2 separate regions of the Cricetulus griseus genome follow, and region 2 is linked to region 1. The links are chromatin contacts, called in public Hi-C maps. All regions are on one chromosome and are shown on one strand. Each heading gives the region's core, a stretch centred on a gene start, on an enhancer-like site or on the middle of the called end of the contact. The rest is flanking DNA. Distances are from core to core; before and after follow the strand shown. Region 1 holds the start of Eepd1 (endonuclease/exonuclease/phosphatase family domain-containing protein 1). Region 2 overlaps Eepd1 (endonuclease/exonuclease/phosphatase family domain-containing protein 1).

Region 1 (3,320 bases), core at 272-2,771:
CCCTGGTGGCAGGTCCAAGTCCTCGCTCTGCAGGCTCAGAGAGGTGGGGCTGGGATGAGGCTTGGCAGTAAAGGTAAGACCTCCATTGGTGTGGGTAGATGGGGGCCTGGACCTCTCTGCGAACACCTGGTGTCTTATTCTGTCCAGGAAGGCTGCATTGATTCCATCCATCCTCACCAGATCCTCAACACTGCGAAAAGGACCGTGCTCACGGCGGTAGTCCACGATGCTGACAGCCATCTTCTCGGTGAGGCCTCGGATACTCATGAGCTGCGCTAGGGTAGCTGTGTTGATATTGACTCGTGGAGTGAGGGGCACAGAGGTGGCCAGGTGATGAGGCTGCTGCTCAGCCAGCAGGTCCCGCCTCAGGGAACTGGGAGAGTGCTGTGCAGAGTTACCCTTGCTGCTCACACAGATCTCAAACTTGACCTGTTCCAGTTTGGTGGCCCCAACACCGCTGACCAGTGCTAGATCTTCCACCTTCTTGAAGCCACCGATGTATTCTCGGTACTCCACGATGCTTCTGGCCACAGCACGTGTCACCCCAGGCAGGGTCATCAGTTCCTCCTCGGTGGCAGTGTTGATGTTCAGTCGCTCCTGATTCACCAGAATGTTGCTGAAGTTGCAGGCTGCACTGAATTTACGGTTATGTGACAGGTCTGAGGGGTCTCTGGGGATAGAGCGATGGCAGCCCAGAGTGCTCCCCATGGCCAACCAACACAGAACAACTCTGGATAGAGAAGCCCAGGAGCCTTTATAAGCACACAAAAGGATGGAAGGTTGCAGGACTTAGGGATCGAGGAAGTTGCTACAGACAAACATCAAATCTCCCATGGCTAGTGTTCAAAATTTTGCTGGACCACCTAGAAATTGACATGGAAATTGACTGAAACTAATCAATCAACCCTTAGCACTCCTGTAGTATTGGAAGTCCATTAAGTAGTGGGAGACAGTCAACTTCTGAAAATGCAGACGCAGTGAGGCTGCCCCTTGTGGGTTTTCCTCGGATTATTTATCACACAAGGGGCCAAAAAGGGAAGAGAGCTATCCCCACTAGTCTCTGCTCTGGCAACGCTGGGGTCACCTCCTCACTTCGGACACCCCCACCGGAGCTCCTGAAGACAGACAAGAAGCCCCTATGGCGCGCAAGACACTGTAACTTGGAAACTCAGAGCTGAGCGTGCGGGGACAGACGCCGATCAGGGGCTCAGGGACCCACCCCGGCCCTCCGATCCGCGTCCCACCTCTCGGTCGCTCTGCTGGGGTCGGCCCCCGGTTCCCTGTGGCTCGCAGCGCGTGTGCCGGCTCTTTCTGCGGGGGAAACTCAGTGCCGTTCTCCCGGAGCAGGCAGGGCTGCTCAGGAGCAGCAGGAGCGGTGGCGAAATTCGGCCCCCGAAGCTGCACCAGGACTTGCGGCGTCGCCTCTGCGTTGATCCAGACAAAGTCCGGCCCCCAACTCCGGTGCAAGATACCGCGGAGCGCGTCCTGAGCCAGGCGCCGCGCACCCGCCGCTGCTCGCTGTGGGTGTCACAGCTGAAGTCGGGTCGCGCTGCCTGCCCGCCCGCGCCTCTGCCGGCACAGCCACGCCTCCTCCGCGCCAACTCCTCCTCCCGCCTCCCCGCAGCACGTAGGGGCGGGGCGCGAGCGCCAGGGGGGCGGGACATTGGTATGCTTGGATGGGCGGAGTCGAGGGCGGGGCTTAGAGTCTGGAAGGGCGGTAGGGATGGCTCACTGGAACTTGTGAGCCTGTCTGCTTTTCTGGAACCTAGGCTCCAACTGAGCTCTGTTTTAGTTGGGTGGAGCTGTTTACGGCCGCCTGGGGCAAGCTGGAGTCTCTCAGGTGAGGTAGGCTTGCCCAGCAAGTCCAGGGCTCCTGAAAGTCTCAGACGGGATCAAACGGGATCTACCTCAGTTCTCTCCTGGCTTTCAGGCCTTTCCTCTACTCAGAGAGACCTCATTCATCCAGGAATGCCTGCGAACCATGTGTCACTGGAAGAGGGCTTGTCTCCTGTGTATTCACAAAGGTTGTGCCTGTGCTGCCATTTGCAAATTTAGCTCTCTGAGAAAATATGGGCATGCCTCTGTTAAATATTAAGTCTAATCACTAAAACAAAAGGAAATGATACTGGGAAGTGCAGGCTGCTTTCCCAAACTGTTTTTGGATCACATTGTGAAGCGATAATTTAGTTAAAGATTAAAGGGCCTGATGAGTTGCAAGTATCCACTGAAGCAGGAGTCAAACCCGGCCGTGTGGCAGTGATGTGGTGATATGATACAATATGGTGGATATTTTGTTAGTGACCCCTGAAAGAATAGATCTTAACCCAACCATCTGGCCAAGGCTCCTGAATTGAATGTCTTGAATGTCTGCAGAAGGCAATCGGATGTGAAATGCTACAGATGTCAGGGTAGTGATATTAGAAGGTGGTGGACTTTAAATTTTAGGCATCGCTTCTTGGGAGGTCACTGAGATGCCACCTGTTGAGGGAAGTAAAGGGGTATTTAAAGAACCCTGAGTCAGTCGTTGGAAAGGGTTATTACAATAAAATCAATTCTAGTTCTTTCTCTTGTCCGTGGCTCCCAGTCTCCCAATTACCCCTTCCCCTACTATTGTGATGCCATGTGTCATGAGGTCTTGAGGAGAGGACAGTCATGCCAGCACTATTCCTTGATGACCCCAAAAATAAACCTCTTCTTCATAAGTGCCTTGCTCCAGGTATTTCATTATAGAAACAGAAAACAAGTAGTACAATAAAAAAACAATTTCTGGAAATGTTGTTGAGCAATAAAGGCAAACTATTTAACAGAAGCAACAACAGAAAAGAGACTCAAAATCGGTCTGTGCCTGAAAGAACCCAGGCAAAAAATAACATGCTGCATGACTCATGTATACACTAGAAAATAGAAATTGTCTGTTATATACAGTGTTAATGAGTGTGTAGAGATGAAGGGGAGAAGAACAGACTAAAATCGGCACCCACTTTCAAGGTGGGTGGTTGAAATATTGCTTGAGATATACTGTTTGCACATGTTAAAAAGCAATAAAATGGTATGTCTTAAGTATACAGTTTAGTGTAGCTAAACTACATGTCAATAAACTTAGGCAAACCTTCAACAAATAATTTAACTTAAAAGAAGAGATGAAAATGGGGTAGGACAAGGTAATCCAGAATTGAGAGAAGGCTGGCAGTTGAAAAGAGTAAGAGAGGACAAGAAGTTAAGTCAATAGCTAGCAGAAGAGCAGCATATACTACTCAGAAAGGTCAAAGAAACAGGAAACCAGCCTGTGAGATAACCTAGCAACATATTGGACTTCCCAG
Region 2 (3,320 bases), core at 335-2,834, 110 kb before region 1:
GGAGTTTGCAAATCAGATGTTCTGTCTCTGTGTGCAAAGGCAGCTTTATCTTCCTTCGAGCAGAATCCTGCACTCATTGATTTTCCTTTGCCACAGGCTGGAGCACTTCCTGAATTCCCTGGGTCACCAGTTAACATTTAACTGGGTATTAGTTACAAGCAGGGACATGGAGGGCATGAGTCACTGTCCCTACCTGGATGTGTCAAGGCTGAGTCATACTGTGGGTCAATCAGTAGTCCCTTGCAAATGTGGAACCTGTCTGAAGTTTTCAGACAAAATCTTGAGCTCACCCTGGAGACCAAGGGGTGAATGGTGTCTGCTCAAGGCTATCAGAAAAATTATGAACCAGCATCTTTCTTTTCTGCATCTAAGAGATAGACAGGAATAGAAATATCTACCAATATGAAAAGGTGAGAGACTAGCTGTGGGTGAAGAATTCCCCACACGACTACTTGTTGGATGGGGCTTCTCAGTTTGAACTGTATGCTTAATGGTTTTTCAGACTGAAGATTCATCATTTAAGTAGAACTCTCATCAGAGCAGGTCCTAACTGAAAACATAAACCTGTACATTCATATTCATAGTGCACAAAAGTGGAAGCAACCCTGCCAACAGATGTGTAGATAAACAAAATGTGGCACACACAAACAATAGAATATCATTCATCCACAAAAGAATGGAATATCTAATACACGATATAACACACTAATCTGCAAAATACTACTCTGAGTGAGAAAAGTCAGATACAGAGGGAAATAAAATACCATGTGATTCTCCTTATATGAAGCACGCTGTCAAATTCATACATACAAAACGATAGTATGGCAGTTGCTGGACACTGAAGGAACAGGGGATCAGGAATCAGTAGGTACAGAGTTTTAGAAGGACAATGACAGTGTTCTGAAGATGGGAGTTTGTGTGAAGCACAATAGTGTGAATGTCCTGAAAGCCACTGAACTACAGATTTACCAATCATCATCATGACAAATTTTATGTCTACTTAACTACAATAAAAAGCTTTTAAAACACAAAGTTATAACTAGACAGAAATATTTCTGCAGCCAATTATTTGCTGACTTTCCCACCATGTTAGAATAAGTTGATAACAAAATTCTAGGAAGCTTGGAGAGCTGTCAAGACTCAAGAATATGGGAGGAATTTCAAGGTCTTCAGCTGCAACTCTTTCACCTTGCCACCTCCTGCTCCTCTTTCACAAGAACACGTTCAGATCTGCAGGTGGAACCACCAGAGAAGTAGACCCAGGATGTGTTGTCACAGGGGAGGAATATAACCCTTAGGTTTGCTCTAGTTCTCTCTGTCCAAGAGGCTGACAGACCACACTGCTGACAACTTGGCACCCACTGCAGAGGCCCTCAGACACAAAAGTGGGTTACACAGAAAGGTCAGCCAGGCTCCATGAGAGCAGGGAGTGTGGTTGCCCCTGGGTCCATGACTGTTGGCAAGTGGCCGGGCTAAGAAGTCAGAGAGATGTCTGGAACGAGACACCTCTGTCTGCCCTGAAGAAGTGCTGCCTAGCCACAGAGAAAGAGAATCCCTACCTTTTAGAGTTTCCTGTAGAGTTAGTGCAAAGTTCAACAACCGGTGGCCATCGCCGTGATTCTTGCTTGGATTCTCAGCTCCTGGGAGGGCCAGGGCTGTCAGCTGAAGGTTAACCAGGGTCAAGTCATTACTTCCCACCTAGTCAGCAGGAAGTGAAGCAAAAGGAAAAAGCTTAGATACTCATGGTTCTTTTATCTTTTATAACTGATTCATAAATAGTTCTGTGCAAACAGCTGGCAATGGTAAACAGAAGCAAAGCTAGCTCACATGAATAGGAGGCAACATGAGGTATTTTATTTTAGATTCCTTTACTCTAAGGTCCACCACGAATACTCTTCCAGCCTCCTACCTACTCCTTCAGATCGAAAAACCTTCACATATCTGGAAGTGTTAGGATTTTTGAAAACCTTTTGAGCAATTGTATGCAAGAGGTATCTCTAGCATCTAGATGTTACTGATCCAAGGCTGTTACTCATGAGGCTAGCCGGAAGCCCTCCCCCTCACCCCCGGTTCTCTTTAGCACCAATTGTGTAAAATCCACTTTAACCTGGTTTCCTCTGTAAAAAACCACAGTTCACCAATACTGGGCAGAAGATATACCCAGATCCTGGGCCCCAAGGTGGCTCTCGTGGTCTTAAAGTGTGTGCATATAAGGGCAGTTTACCTTCTGGGTGATCACAACATTGCTCAGCTGCCCAAGTTTAGCAGTTTTGCCTTTTCAATTGCTATGGCAACAAACACTAAACACTTCTGAGAAAGGATGAGTGTAGGGGCCCCAAGAAGTGCAAAGTGCCAATCTTGTCTTGTAAGTGTGTCCCCAGTTCACCATCACGATACCCAGGACTGACAGCTCTATGGCTGTTACTGTCACTTCCAGAAAAACACCTCGAGACTTGGACTGGGTCATACTGCCTGTAAGGATAAGTTCTCTGTGCCCCAGATCATTGTCCTTGCATTGAACATGAAGAACAAGAAGTCAAGGGCTAGGCTGGGTGACTGCTTCAGATGATGTATATGAAGCAGCTAGTATATTTTTATTAGCCTATTAAAAATAATTTACCTCCTTTTCATGTTAACTAAACACAGTTTTTACAAGTTGTTTTTGTAAGGTTCCAGGTATGGTAACTCACCCTGTAATGCCAGCACTAGGGAAGTTGAGGGGCTAGGACTGGGAGCTTCACTATATAGCCCACACAGTGAGATTCTTTCTCAAAAAATGATAGTAGTACCAGGTTTAAAGACAATCCTGGCCAACTCAAATATCAGAACCACAGGTGCCATGTGTCCAGACAGAACCTCATCAATACAGCAGGAAGAGGGATAGAAGGAGCCACTAAGTACCACAACAGACACAACAGACATCTGTGTGTGAGCATACACCACTCCCATCACTTCTAAAGCTAAAACTGTGAGAAATGACACACGGGCTTATACATCCCCTGCCACAGGCTGTCCCCAAGCCCTATCTCCTTCTAGAGATAAATGATGTGTGGCTTACGGGTAAGCTCCAGAGTTGCTAGAGAGCACATGGAAAGAAAGGGTCTCTAAGCCCAATAGAGAATGGGCTTCCTGGGCTCTTGTAAGGGATCAAGACCTTGAAATTCACAGTTAAGTAGAGATGAATTTCATTGCCTCTGTAGTGATCTTCTGGCTGCCTTTCTCTTGTCTTGTCCAGCATCAAAGCATTCTGCTATTCAGAACACTCCTCAGAGGTATGCAGGCCACAGCAGGATGGCACTCAGATCCACCTGCCTAGCTGC

Evidence for each region. Hi-C and Micro-C count contacts between places; a contact is called where the count stands out from the background.
Region 2: a Hi-C map of the CHO-K1 cell line shows a contact between it and region 1, with 10 times the contacts expected there. The contact joins the enhancer-like site here to the promoter of Eepd1 in region 1. A contact is called at or near these places in 4 of 8 Hi-C or Micro-C datasets (the CHL-YN cell line, the CHO-K1 cell line, fibroblasts and 1 more).

The regions. Positions count from the first base shown.
Region 1 is chr4:138,163,388-138,166,707 of CriGri-PICRH-1.0, reverse strand. Eepd1 (endonuclease/exonuclease/phosphatase family domain-containing protein 1) reads right to left here and starts at 1,521. Exons shown (of 6, transcript XM_027411705.2): 1 at 1-1,521. The coding sequence starts at 708.
Region 2 is chr4:138,272,070-138,275,389 of CriGri-PICRH-1.0, reverse strand. Eepd1 (endonuclease/exonuclease/phosphatase family domain-containing protein 1) reads right to left here. Exons shown (of 6, transcript XM_027411705.2): 4 at 1,560-1,698. Among named protein-coding and RNA genes, the nearest start is that of Eepd1, 110 kb to the right of the region's middle. Within about 2 kb of position 1,584, at least 1 of the 6 cell types and tissues checked has open chromatin away from gene starts, as enhancers often do.